3 separate regions of the Rattus norvegicus genome follow, and all the other regions are linked to region 1. The links are chromatin contacts, called in public Hi-C maps. All regions are on one chromosome and are shown on one strand. Each heading gives the region's core, a stretch centred on a gene start, on an enhancer-like site or on the middle of the called end of the contact. The rest is flanking DNA. Distances are from core to core; before and after follow the strand shown.

Region 1 (3,918 bases), core at 13-2,512:
ATATTAATGAAATTCTTTAAAATTACATTTTATTTATTGTGCGTGTGTATGGGGATGGGGTGCACAGGCGGGGGTAAAATACCCTGTGAGAGTTGGTTCTCTCCCTCTGCCACGTGGGGCCTGGAGACTGCATTCAAGTCACCAAGCGTGTCCAGTGCCTTCACCAGGGACAAGCCTACAGTTTGGTGGAGGAATGAGTTCAGGGAGACACATGGACTCCTGAGTTTGTGCTCAGATAATGTTACTTGTCTTCCAGGTAAAAGACAGATTAGATATTAGATATCTAATATGCACATTAGATAGTCTGGTGTCAGGTGACTTCCAGTGCAACCCCTATCCATCAAATATCCCTGTCGTTTCCATAGCCTGGATATGACTGCTTCCTAAAACTATCCCAGATGTGAAGTTCTCTGAATGGCTTTTAGCTGTCCTCCACCCATCCTGCCTCTCGGCCTAAGCCCATGGCATCCCCAAGCCCATCAAGCTTGCCTGCACTTCCACCCCCACACCTATAATCCTGTTTGTAAACCTATGTTAATTTTTTAAAAGCATATATATATCAGCTCACCAGCTCCTTTGAGAAAAGGCGATTTCCGGTGGAAGAGTCCAGTCCGGCGAAGAGCTTCCCTCGGCACCAGGCACAGCAGGTACACACATACATGTACAGATCCGTCTTTGCTTGGAAGTCCAAGTGTGCTGTACTGTGTACACAGAGCTCTGAGATTTATCCCTAACTGCTGCTCTGCCCTCACAGGAATCCAGCCAACTGGACGGAGGGGAACACTCAACAATGCAGTACAGGAACTTCCAGTAATGTGAAACTGAAAGTAGACTTCTCACAACAAAGACATTTCTAGGCATAAAAACCCGAAAGCCAGGGCTGGGGATTTAGCTCAGTGGTAGAGCGCTTGCCTAGGAAGCGCAAGGCCCTGGCTTCGGTCCCCAGCTCCAAAAAAAAAAAAAAAAAAAAAAAAAAAAACCCTGAAAGCCGCCAGGGCCATAGGTTGCATCGGTTGGTCAGCATGCTATTGGCATGGTGTCGAGGGTGCAGGGATCCAGGCAGGAAGATGGAGTGACTGAGGAGGGGAAGTTTCATCTAGACCCCAGACTGTCTTCATGCCATCAAAGAGCTGAGCCAGAACTCAGAGCCCACAAACCCATAGTGGCCTTGCTCCCCATCTGCACAATTAGACTCCATGGGGATAATATGATATGTTTACTTTAGACCTCTTGACCTGGGTGCAGACTTTCTGAAACTCTCTGAGTTTCCTCATTTACTCACTGTGGGCTCCCAGCAAACCTTGAGATCCCACATAGAAAATAAAAATAAACGTTCGCTCAAACTCAGTAATTTGCTAGTCACATGCTGAGTGACCCTCCGTAACCCTGGTTAGCCTAGTGTTCTTGGCACTCAGAAAGTGCTAGACTTACTACTTTAGTTTTATTGCAAAGAGAACATATACGGCAGGTCTAGGAGGGAGCACAGAGCATCCCTCTCTTCCTCCCTGAAATCAGGGTACGTACTCCTCCAAGAATATTGACACATTCATCACTCGTGAGGCTTGAGAGCTTTATAATCCTGAGATTAGGCTGGATTATGTCCCTAGGTTCCTTCTAACAGGTGACATTCATTAGGAGAGGAGCCCCTAGGTTCCTTCTAACAGGTGACACTCATTAGGAGAGGAGCTGTCAGGGTTAACTAGGAGCATCTACCTGCTACATACCAGTAACACACTGGTAAGTGGCCCTCTAAATGGGAGAGAGGGATAGACCTAGTTGAGTTATGTTAATCCAGAAAAAAAATTCCAATATTGAAATAAAAACAGTATTGCTGTATTAAACATCCAACAGCCCATTGCTGCTGTAACAATCCGGATAGTGCAAACTCGGCATGGTGTTGCAGTTACATTCAGAAAGAGTTCCAGCAGGCTAAAACCAAGGCATCTATCTGCAGGGCTGGCCTGAGAACGCAACCCAGTCGGTAGAGTGCCATAGTTCTATTCCCAGCACTGCAGAAAACAGGCACAGTGGCTCATGCCTGTTATCCCAGCATTTGGTCAAGGTAGTTCAAGGTTAGTCTGGGCTACCAGAGACCATCTCAAGAAAGAAAAGAAGTAGGGGAGGAAGAAAGAAAAAAAAAGACATCTGCTGTATTATTTTCTAGAGACCATAGGAGAATGTTTGCTTTGCTAGTTCTAGATGCTTCTCAGATTCCTCAGAACCAACTCCTTTGGTTCTCAAAGCCAGCAAAACTGCCCTCCACTGACCACTCCTGGGTGACTACGCCTCCCTGCGGTTTTTCCTTCTGCCTCCTTCCTCCAGTTTGAAAACTATGATCAGTAGGCAAACAGGACAAATCTCCTAACACACCAAGCACTTTAGCTTCCCTGGTAGGTTTACATCCCCTAGTGACCTTGCACACTCCTAGGGAATTCAGTATTCTGGGGATGAAGATGCACATGTCTTTTGGGGAAAGGGTGTGTTGCGTTATCTTGACTATTGCAAACACGGTATATTCACATAGATGTATGCTGGCAAACTTGGCGACAAAATGGGCAAACTCTTCACAAAAATAACTTTGAAATCACTCACACACACACACACCCACACACACACACACACAAACCCTTTTACCAAGGAAGCTGCAGACTTCTCGCAGGCCAGGCGGTTTCACTGAGGGTTTCAGAACTGGCCAGCCCACCATAGAGGCTTTTTTGAGAGCCTCATACCACAGAACAGCTCTTCCTGGTTCCAGCTTGTAGCAGTAAGCCCCAAACCCTCAGCTCTGGCAGGTCTTTCTTTTCACGTCTCACCTAAGTGGCAGTAGTTTTCTGTTTTAATGTGGAGAACCAGACTTTCTACTGATTCCCTTTTACTTCCTTATTTAATCCATCACCAACATAGCAATCCTGGGGAAAATTCCTAAAGTCGTCCTCTTCCTGACTAGACCCCTACTGACCCAGAGAATGCACTTTAAAACACCTGTGGGGAATGAGTCCTGAGGGTGGGCCAGGAGGGGCTCAGAGCTCTGAGCTCTGCAGCCAGCGCAGGCCTGCTGCCCACCCCAGCAGCTCAGCATGCAGCTGCCTGGCACTCAAGTGCCCCGCAGCCCTGCACTTCTTATTTTAGCATGGAGTACCATCCAGAGTTTTAAAAAGAATCCATTATTTTCTTTTTCATTTTATCGACACATTATCAATTGTACATGTTTTCCCGTTAATTGTACTAGCATATTCTAATTGTGCAGTGGTTTCCTGACATTGCGGGCATGTGTGTTATATATTTGATCACGTTTAGTGCCACTGCCACTTTGTCTTCACTTGACCAGCACTCAGTATGGCATTCCCATACTTAATGACAGCATGCATTTGGGCTAGAGCACCCTGACTGCCCACCAGACTCCCCACCGCCTCCCATGATCACTGTCAGTTCATCTGGTTTCCTCCTGTGCGACAGTTCACTTTGTCACAGTCTCTCATTAGAGACTTCCACCCACCTTGCTGTACACAGGATCTTGTTCATCTTGTTCCTATGTGAAGAGTGACCTCCTCTCCTCTGCAAGTATGAACAGTGTGAGTTATCATGTTCAGACACCCCTGAGTCTCCCCGAGAGTGGCAGGGTCGGACCTGAGCACAGTCCTAATGACACTGGTGCTCATCTACCTTTGGGCTACTTTTCCCAAAGGATGCTCACATCATCTGCTTATTTTAAACACTGGGCTTTTTGTTTTGTTTTGTTTTTGAGACAGGATCTCACTATGTGGCCCTGGTTAGCCTAGAACTCAGTATGTAAACCAGGCTGGCCTCAAAGTCAGAGGCCCACCTGTCTCTACCTCCTGAGTGCTGGGATAAGTTTCAGTTTCTCAATGGGCTGAAATTGGATTCTGTTCAGCTCCTGTGGATGTGGATCCTGCCCTC
Region 2 (3,911 bases), core at 889-3,388, 130 kb before region 1:
GAGGAGGCCTACACTCAAAGATCTTCCCAAAGGCATCCTGGTTTGCTTGGTAGTACTTTTCACAAATGTATTCTTATTAACAGATTAAAAGATGCTTTTTATAAACCAGTCTGAATCAGAAAAGGTCGGAAGGTGTTTTTCTTTCTCCACAGCACTTCTTCAGTCACTCACCTTCAGCTTCCTGCTTCCTCCTGGCCTCTGAGCACCAGGTTCTCTCAGTAGTGTGTGTAAGAGGGGCCTGCTTAGGCACTTCTGAAGGTGTAGGAATCAAAGAAGGTTCCCAGGAGAATGTGTGGCCTGCTGAGCACTCCCACACAAGCTCCCCCTCTCCACCTCCAGGCCCTCGAAGCCCAGGCACTAGGCTGCATTCCCGACTGTGTGTATGAGACAGGAGCACCAGATACTGCAGACCCTTTTGAGGTACAGGCTCTGGACCTGGAGATAAGATGAGGCAGTCATGCAAGGATGGAAACCCTTCACCCAGAAAACCATTCAGGCCATCTAAACATCATTTGTTTTTGTTTTCTTCTAATCATTTTTTAAGATTTATTTTATTTATATGAGTACACTGTAGCTGTCTTCAAACACAACAGAAGAGTGCATAAGATTTCACTACAGATGGTTGTGAGCCACCATGTGGTTGTGGGGAACTGAACCTTGGGAAGAACAGTCAGTGCTCTTAACTGCTGAGTCATCTCTTTTTTTTTTTTTTTTTTTTTTTTTGGTAGGCATTCTTCTAAAAATATTTTATTTTTAATTAGCTTAATGTATCTGTGAGTGGATGTGTGCACATGAGTGAAGGGCTCCTGGAGGCCAGGGGTGTTGGATCTCCATGCAGCTGGAGTCATAGTCGTGAGCCCCCTGCCATGAGTGCTAGGAAGGCATTTGGGTCCTCTGCAAGAGCAGCACACTACCCAGACATCGCTTCACCCCCTGAGGAATTGTGGGGTCTTGTTTTTGTTTTCATCCTAGATACACAGTTGTTTGTTTGTTGTTCTGTTTTTGTTTAGAGCCTGGACACACACACCCAAAGGTCCTAAGACAAAGCCCCCTTCCCAAAGGCCGCTGCATTGCAGCAAGCTTATTTCAGGCTTGTCCTCTTCCCAAGCCCAGTAAGGGCTTCTGATCCAGTTCTCTTGGGGCATAAGTTTCTGGGAGCTGCCACTACCTGTTAACATCTTTTACCTACCTGCACAGAGGACACAGCCTGAAGAAGTGTACCTGCCAGAGAAGAGCTTGGTGTCAGCTCAGAGCCTAGGAAGCCAGCCACCCTGTGTCCTGGCAGTCACACATTTAAGCGGCCAACCCTACAGACCTCCCATTCGCTGGGGCTGTGAGGGGAGGAGCAGGCCCACCCTGCCCAAACGGGAAACCCAAGGTAGTAGGAACCGGCTTAGGGCTGTACTTCGGTGCCCGCCCCAGTCCCTCTCGGCCCCTAACCGGTCCAACAGGAACTTGGCGAGCTGCGAGTGCAGGGAGAACCCCAGCCGCTCCTTGAGGAGGCACCACTGTTCCATGTGGCCGCCCAGCCGAATGCGGCACTTGCTGCGGCGCGCGTCCAGCTGCCTGCGCTTCTCCCGCCGCCGGCGGGATGCGTCTGCCACCGGAGAGGCCATATGCGCCCGGGCCTGCGAGGGGGAACGTGCTGTCGTCGGGGCGTTCGGGACAGACACAGCCCCCGCTCTGTCTGCAATGAATGGGGACCAGACCATAGTGGCTCCGCAGCGCTCGCGGCTCTCGGATCCAGCCACCCCTTCTTAGAGCCAGAGTGGACCCTTGGAGCACAGGGGTTGCAGGCAAGGGAAAAGACCTCGACTGGAAACTTGCACTCCTTGTCTGGAGGCGGCCAGGTCTGCAGGCAGCCGCGCCTCGGCCTTCTCATTGCCTCCCATGCAGGGGAAGCCCACCCAGCACTGCCAGAGCACCGGGCCAATCCTCGTGGGGTCTTACCTGCACTCCCCAACCCGCCTTTGCCCAGACTGCGCCTGCGCCTCCCGGACCCGCGTGCGGGCTCGAAAGCCACAGAAGGGCCGGGGCCCACCGCGCGCACCGCCGCTATTTCTCCTTTAAGAGGAAACCGTCCCCCTCGGCGTTGGGAGGCTGCGGCCTGCACTTGGAGCGGGAAGACAGCTGCCTACGCCTGCGCGCCGGGAGCCCCCGTGCAAAGCCTACCGGGAATTGTAGTTAGCTCTGGTCCTCACAACGCTCCTTCTGTTAACATTTCTGGCTCTCAGTTGCCACCAAGCAAACGCTAGCTGCAGCATCCGCCAGCTGAAGCCAACTAGAGCCCTTTCTGAACTGCTAGACCACCCTTCCAGCTGCAGCTCATAACCTGTTAGCATCCACACAAGATGTCTAGACTTTGTGCACACTGGAGTTATTTCCATCAAGTGACCGCAACGGCGCTTGCCAATGGCACTTTTTTGTTTTTTTGACTTGCTTGAGACAAGGTCTCATGTAATTCAAGCTGGTCTCCAATTCACTATGTAGCCAAGGTAACCTTGAACTCCTGCCTCCACTTTTAAAGTGCTGGGATACAGTACAGGCCTACATCTCTCTGCTGCTAAATGAAGTGACCAATTCTGTTGCCCCTCTGCCCTAGAATGAAAAAGAGTGTAGCTCTCTCCTCCTCTGCCACACATTCATCTCACTTTCTTGTCAGCTTCACTCTCAGGCTTCGTCTACTCCCGGTTTCCTGCCTCTTTGTGGGCTCCTCTTCTCTCTTAGATCCTTCTGAATTATCAAAAGATGGAATGTACAGGCTCAGGTCCCCGGCAAGCCTGTCTTTTAGATATGCTCTTGGGGGTGGTATAATTAGATTGCCTATTGATTGATGCTTCTGGCTACCCTTTTGGGATTCCAAACTCCTTTGACTGCCCAGCTGACTCTCATGGTTAACTCGGTTAATACACTTCATGCATATAAAGAATTTACTGTAGTGCCTGGCACAAGGATGTCAACAGTGAACATCCTGGGGGCTCAAACCTCACTCCAAGCCACTTGCACTATTGACTGTTTTCTGTAGCAAATCACTACAAACTTGACAACTCAAAACAGCAGAAATTTACTCCCTTTCAGTTTTGGAGTCAAAAGGTCAGCACCAAAGTGCTAAACAGGGCTACATGTCTAGTGAGAGCTCTAAGAAAAAATCTTCTCGTTGCCTTTTCTATCTTCCAATGATAACTAGCATTCCGTGACTTCTGGCCATATCACATCAGCTTCTGACTCCATAGCCACATGGCCTCATTTTAGTGCAAGCCTTCCTCTTCCTTTTTCAAACACATAATTCACTTGAGTAACCCAGAGGATTACCCCCCATTTCAACACCTCAAACAATTATATCTGCAAAGTGTTTGCTACAAAAAGCAACTTTCACATATTCCAGTAGTTAGAACATGGATGTTTGGGGAAACTATGTTTTAGCATACAATAGGTCAGTCACCGTAGGCTGTTGAGGTATCTCATCAGAGAAAGGCCCTTGTTGAGCAAGTCTGGCGCCTCCATTTAATCCCTAGAACCCACCACAAGGGTGGAAGGGGCAAATGGTCCCCACAAAGTTGTCCTCAGGTCTCCACAAACATGGCATGGCACACATACACAAGATACATACACACAAAGTAATTTTTATTTTTAAAGATGATCACTACAGCTGGTGGTGCACACCTTAATCACAGCACCTAAGAGGCAGAGGTAAAAGGATTCATATGCGCTCCAGGCCAGCCTGATCTACATATCAAGTTCTAAGCTGCCCAGGGCTATAGAGTGAGACCATGACTCAATCAACCAATCAAGTGAAATTTAAAAAGACTTATCTTCATAAGACTTGAAAAAAATGGATTAATAGTTAAGTGTGTTTACTGCGCCTGTGGACAATCAGAGCTGGTTGCCAGACTTCACATCAAACAGGTCAC
Region 3 (3,999 bases), core at 82-2,581, 150 kb before region 1:
GAAAAATAAAAGGTTCTCTGCCCCAAGCACTCAGGCAGGGTCCCTGCTCTCTATCAGCACTGCAGAAAACACTTTTGGCACTTGTCACACTGAACTACCATAGTGTTTTGTGTACACGCTTGTTTTCCTTCCCCACCCCGACCAGCTGTGAGAGTTAAGTCTAAGACCTCATTCATCCGACAGCTCTTCAGCAAGTCTAGCATCTGGCCTTCCTCCCTTCCTCAGCCTTCTCACCTGTATCCTAGGATCCAGCTCTTCCTCCTCTCTAGGGGACAATTTGGTCTCACTGCTGTTGCTTCCACCTCCTCCAGGCTCCTCTTCGACAGGGCTCCTAGGGACTTCGTCCTCTACCACTTCTGGCCGAAGTTCCCCCTGTGGTGTCTCCCGGCCCCCTGGAGACTTTTTGAGGTCAGCCATGTTGGCTGGAAGAGGGCAGAGCCCTATGCACAAGAGAGGGCTGACATGCTGGGACCAGGGCCCCAGCTTGAGGCTTCCTGGGCTTTGGATGTAATAGAGAAGGGTCTTCTAGTCTCAAAGGTTGAAAAGAAGGAGCACAGAGGAGCCTGGCATTCAGTTAGAGGCTGAGATTCAAACTGCTGATGAGGTCCCTATAACTAAAGCCTCGTCTGTGCAAAAGTTCTTCACACCCCACCACGGGGAGTCCACCAAGAGACCCCAACAGCAACAGCTCCAACTCAGGGAGCAAAGGGGGCCTGGATCCTGGGCCGACACCTGTGAAGAGGAGCACCATTCGGGAGGGTGGAGGCAAGCGCCTCCAGGCTGTGGTGGCAGATGGAGAGAAGGCTAAGTCCAAGCAGAGGGCAGGAGATGCGCCTCTGGGGAGCTGCAAGAGAAACAAAGGCCAAGTTACATATGATGTCAGCATTAGAACCTTGGCCAGCAGCCTCCTTTCAGTCCTGGGTCTCCCAAAGACACCACGTATCCCCAACACACACACCCGCGATCCACCAATCCCCACCTCAACTTCTTTCCTCAGGCCTCAAGGACTTTAGGTCCGACTCTGCTTTCGTCCCTGTTTCTCTCACGGCCCCTCCACAGTCCCTCCCTTTCCAAACTTCCCGAGCCCCACCCTCTCCTCCACACCCTTTTTCTATCAGGCCCGTCCCCTTCTACCCCGTCCGGCTTTGCAAATCACCTTCTATCCCCTAATCTTGCCTCTCCAGACCTGGGGGCCATCTGAGCCTCCAGGCTCCAACCGCATACTCTTCCGCGGACCCAACGTTTGAGTCTCAGCCATCCCATATAAACAGGAGAAAGAAAAAAAAATGCCCCTTCCCGGCTTTACCTCAGTTTACCTTGCTATACCGGGAGCATCCACGGAGCAAACAATCTTCCCCCTCCCTCTGCAACAAGACGGTCCAACCAAAAAACGCCCTGGCGGAGAGGAAACGGAAATACGCCATCACGTAACAACGCTATTTTTCTCCCTTCCTCTCTGATAAATACTGCCCGATGTAAGTGCAACGCTCGGCGTGCTAGCTTTCAGCGTCCGTACAAGATGGCACCACTCTATGTCCAACGTCGCCTTTCCTAGCTTCCAGTTCACCCGACAACCAAGCCTAAGTGAAATGAATGCATGCGTATGAGTTTCTGAAGAGAACAACAGCAGGTGATGGAGATCGGTAGTCCCTCCAAATTCGAGAAATGCTAGCAATAGTGTCGTACAAGAGAGCAGCCATCTTTGCATAAGGAACAAGGGCGGGGCTGTGAACATTCACTGCCTGGGACGAACCGGAAGTGACGTGGATTCCGGTTTCGGCGGTCTCTGCTCTCCGTTCTGGTTATTACTAACAGAAACAAAAAGTCGTTTATCAAAGGTGATTTTTACCCCCCGGTTCAATGAAGCCGGCGGACTCTAGGTCACTACAGGTGGGTGAACCTTTCCCGAGACTTGCAGCGGGCGCCATCTCTCTGGCTAAGTAGCAGGCCTTACGGGGCGACGGCTACGGCCGTGAATGCTTAGGATCTCACTGTTAGCTCACTTTCCAAGAGGAGAAGGAGGCTCGAACTTCGCCCAGTGTATCACTCCTATTCCATTAATGGGTGGTCTGGATGTCAGTGCTATGTATGACAATGCAAAACGGACCGAGGCCATGGGCAGACCTGCAGGGTGAGGTGCTTGCTTGGTACAAATGTCTAACGGACTCGGGGCTTTTCCCTGTAGATGAAGCACGTTATCTGAGCCAAATTCTCTTTCCATTAGGTTCTGTCGAACATAATCCATGTTTAGTAAAGCAGTGAAGAAAAGATTCTGTTTAGTCAATTGCTGCGTTCCTATTTGTGTAGGGGCCTTTAGGTGTTTTACAGGAATGAGAATGAAGGAAAACGGGGTTCCATAGTCTGAAGTGAAAGGAATTCCAGAGCTGATCACAGGGTTCAGGAATCGCCCCAAAACCCACAGGAACATTAATCTCAAGACAGGGATAGTTTATTGAACACACACCCTAAGGCCGATAGAAGCAGCTTAGGCTCTGGAACTGAACGCTAGGATCGTGAACGTTGTTCAGGGTCAGATTATATAGGCAGAAAACCATAATGACAAGCGTGTGCGGGGATGGCAATAGGGTGATTGACCTTTTTCCAATTTATTTCAAAGTAGTTTAGACATAACAGTTCAAGCTGATCTTTATCTTTGCTTGGCTCTGAGTAAAGGCTACGATTGGAGAATTTGCAAGAAAAAAAGGTCCTCAAAAATATAACAAACCTCTGAACATAACAAGATATGTGCTCAACTAGACCTGGATCAGAGCCAAACTATTCTCTGTGTCAGCCATCAAGCTAATTTCAGGATCAGCAAATATGAGGTGGCTGGCAGGCATGAAGCAAAATGGCTACAGTTATGCCAGGGAGGCAATGCCAGAGAAGCAGGCTTCAACTGTCGATGCTATAAAGCCAGCATGTTTCTAGTTAGCAGTTATGTTTAAAAATATTCTGTGGATTGTCAAAGAACAATAAGGAAGACTGTATAAACAGTGGTTTTCAACTTCCTACTTCTGCAACCCTTTAAAATACAGTTCCTAACTGCAAAATCATTTCATTGCTACTTCATAACTAATTTTGCTACTGTTATGAATTATAATGGAAATATCTGATATTCAGGTATGATATCAGGTATGGTATGTGACCTCCTCCCCCAAAGGGTCACAAGCTACAGGTTAAGAACCCTGGTATAAAGGATTGTACAGCTAGATATAGGAGCCTGTACAGTAGGGGAGAGATTGAACTCGAACTAGAGTATAGACATGAGGAAAATTTATAACCAAAGGTCAGTGTTGGGGGGATAGTGGATGAAACTTTGATATAAGGGAAAAGTAGGGTAAAGGGGGCTGGCTAAGCCAACCTAACTAGATTTTTGTGGAAGACAGTCCTGGAAGGCTTGTGTATTGGGAGCCTGACATGCCTGATTGATAGAGGAGTGGTCTTGGTAAACTCACTTCACAAAGTTCTTCATTAAAACTAGGTTTAACAAGATAGTGTACTGATAGGCCTAGCAAAAGTTAGACCAAAGAATCTTTTTTTGTTTCTCCAAGACTAGGACATGAAGGCCCTGTCTTTCCTAATGACTGCATTGCAAAGATGTATGGCCCTTGGCTTCTTGAGAAGGGCACTCCTAAAAAGGAAGAATACATACACTAACTTAAAGGGATAAAGGAAGGAGTCAAATTTGTAGGCCCTTTTTAGTAAGTGCTCTAAGAAAAGGAGGTTATTCCCTGGAGTTTCTCAAAATACACAGTACTTTCTCCTGGCAGTGCTTAGCTTTCTCAGTTTCCGTGTAGCATGGGGCTGGGTCATCCTAGGAACAAGACCATTGGTTCTAGAAACCCTGCTAGGATTTGTTAATCTCTTAGTACAGGAGTTTGGATGGAAACATTAGGCACCATGAGTTCTTCAGTTCTTAGTTCTTCCCTTCCATTCTAACCCTGTGAATAAACTACTTAAAGGTTGGGGATTTAGTCCACTGATGGAGGTTTGCTTAGC

What was found. Hi-C and Micro-C count contacts between places; a contact is called where the count stands out from the background.
Region 2: a contact with region 1 is called in a Hi-C map of kidney, with 3 times the contacts expected there. The contact joins the promoter of Zfp692 here to the promoter of Igtpl1 in region 1. A contact is called at or near these places in 3 of 12 Hi-C or Micro-C datasets (the Rat2 cell line, frontal cortex and kidney).
Region 3: a contact with region 1 is called in a Hi-C map of Schwann cells, with 4 times the contacts expected there. The contact joins the promoter of Sh3bp5l here to the promoter of Igtpl1 in region 1. A contact is called at or near these places in 7 of 12 Hi-C or Micro-C datasets (the A7r5 cell line, Schwann cells, hepatocytes and 4 more) and 1 of 1 datasets of contacts at active chromatin or transcription factors (oligodendrocytes).

Annotation. Positions count from the first base shown.
Region 1 is chr10:42,857,467-42,861,384 of GRCr8, reverse strand. It overlaps Igtpl1 (interferon gamma induced GTPase like 1), which reads right to left and starts at 1,262. Exons shown (of 2, transcript XM_006246415.5): 1 at 569-1,262.
Region 2 is chr10:42,987,173-42,991,083 of GRCr8, reverse strand. It overlaps Zfp692 (zinc finger protein 692), which reads right to left and starts at 2,138. Exons shown (of 12, transcript NM_001399592.1): 1 at 1,951-2,138; 2 at 1,441-1,628; 3 at 1,190-1,221; 4 at 172-435. The coding sequence starts at 1,616.
Region 3 is chr10:43,010,336-43,014,334 of GRCr8, reverse strand. It overlaps Sh3bp5l (SH3 binding domain protein 5 like), which reads right to left and starts at 1,331. Exons shown (of 7, transcript NM_001127581.1): 1 at 1,317-1,331; 2 at 235-844. The coding sequence starts at 417. It also overlaps a transcript of Zfp672 not described here.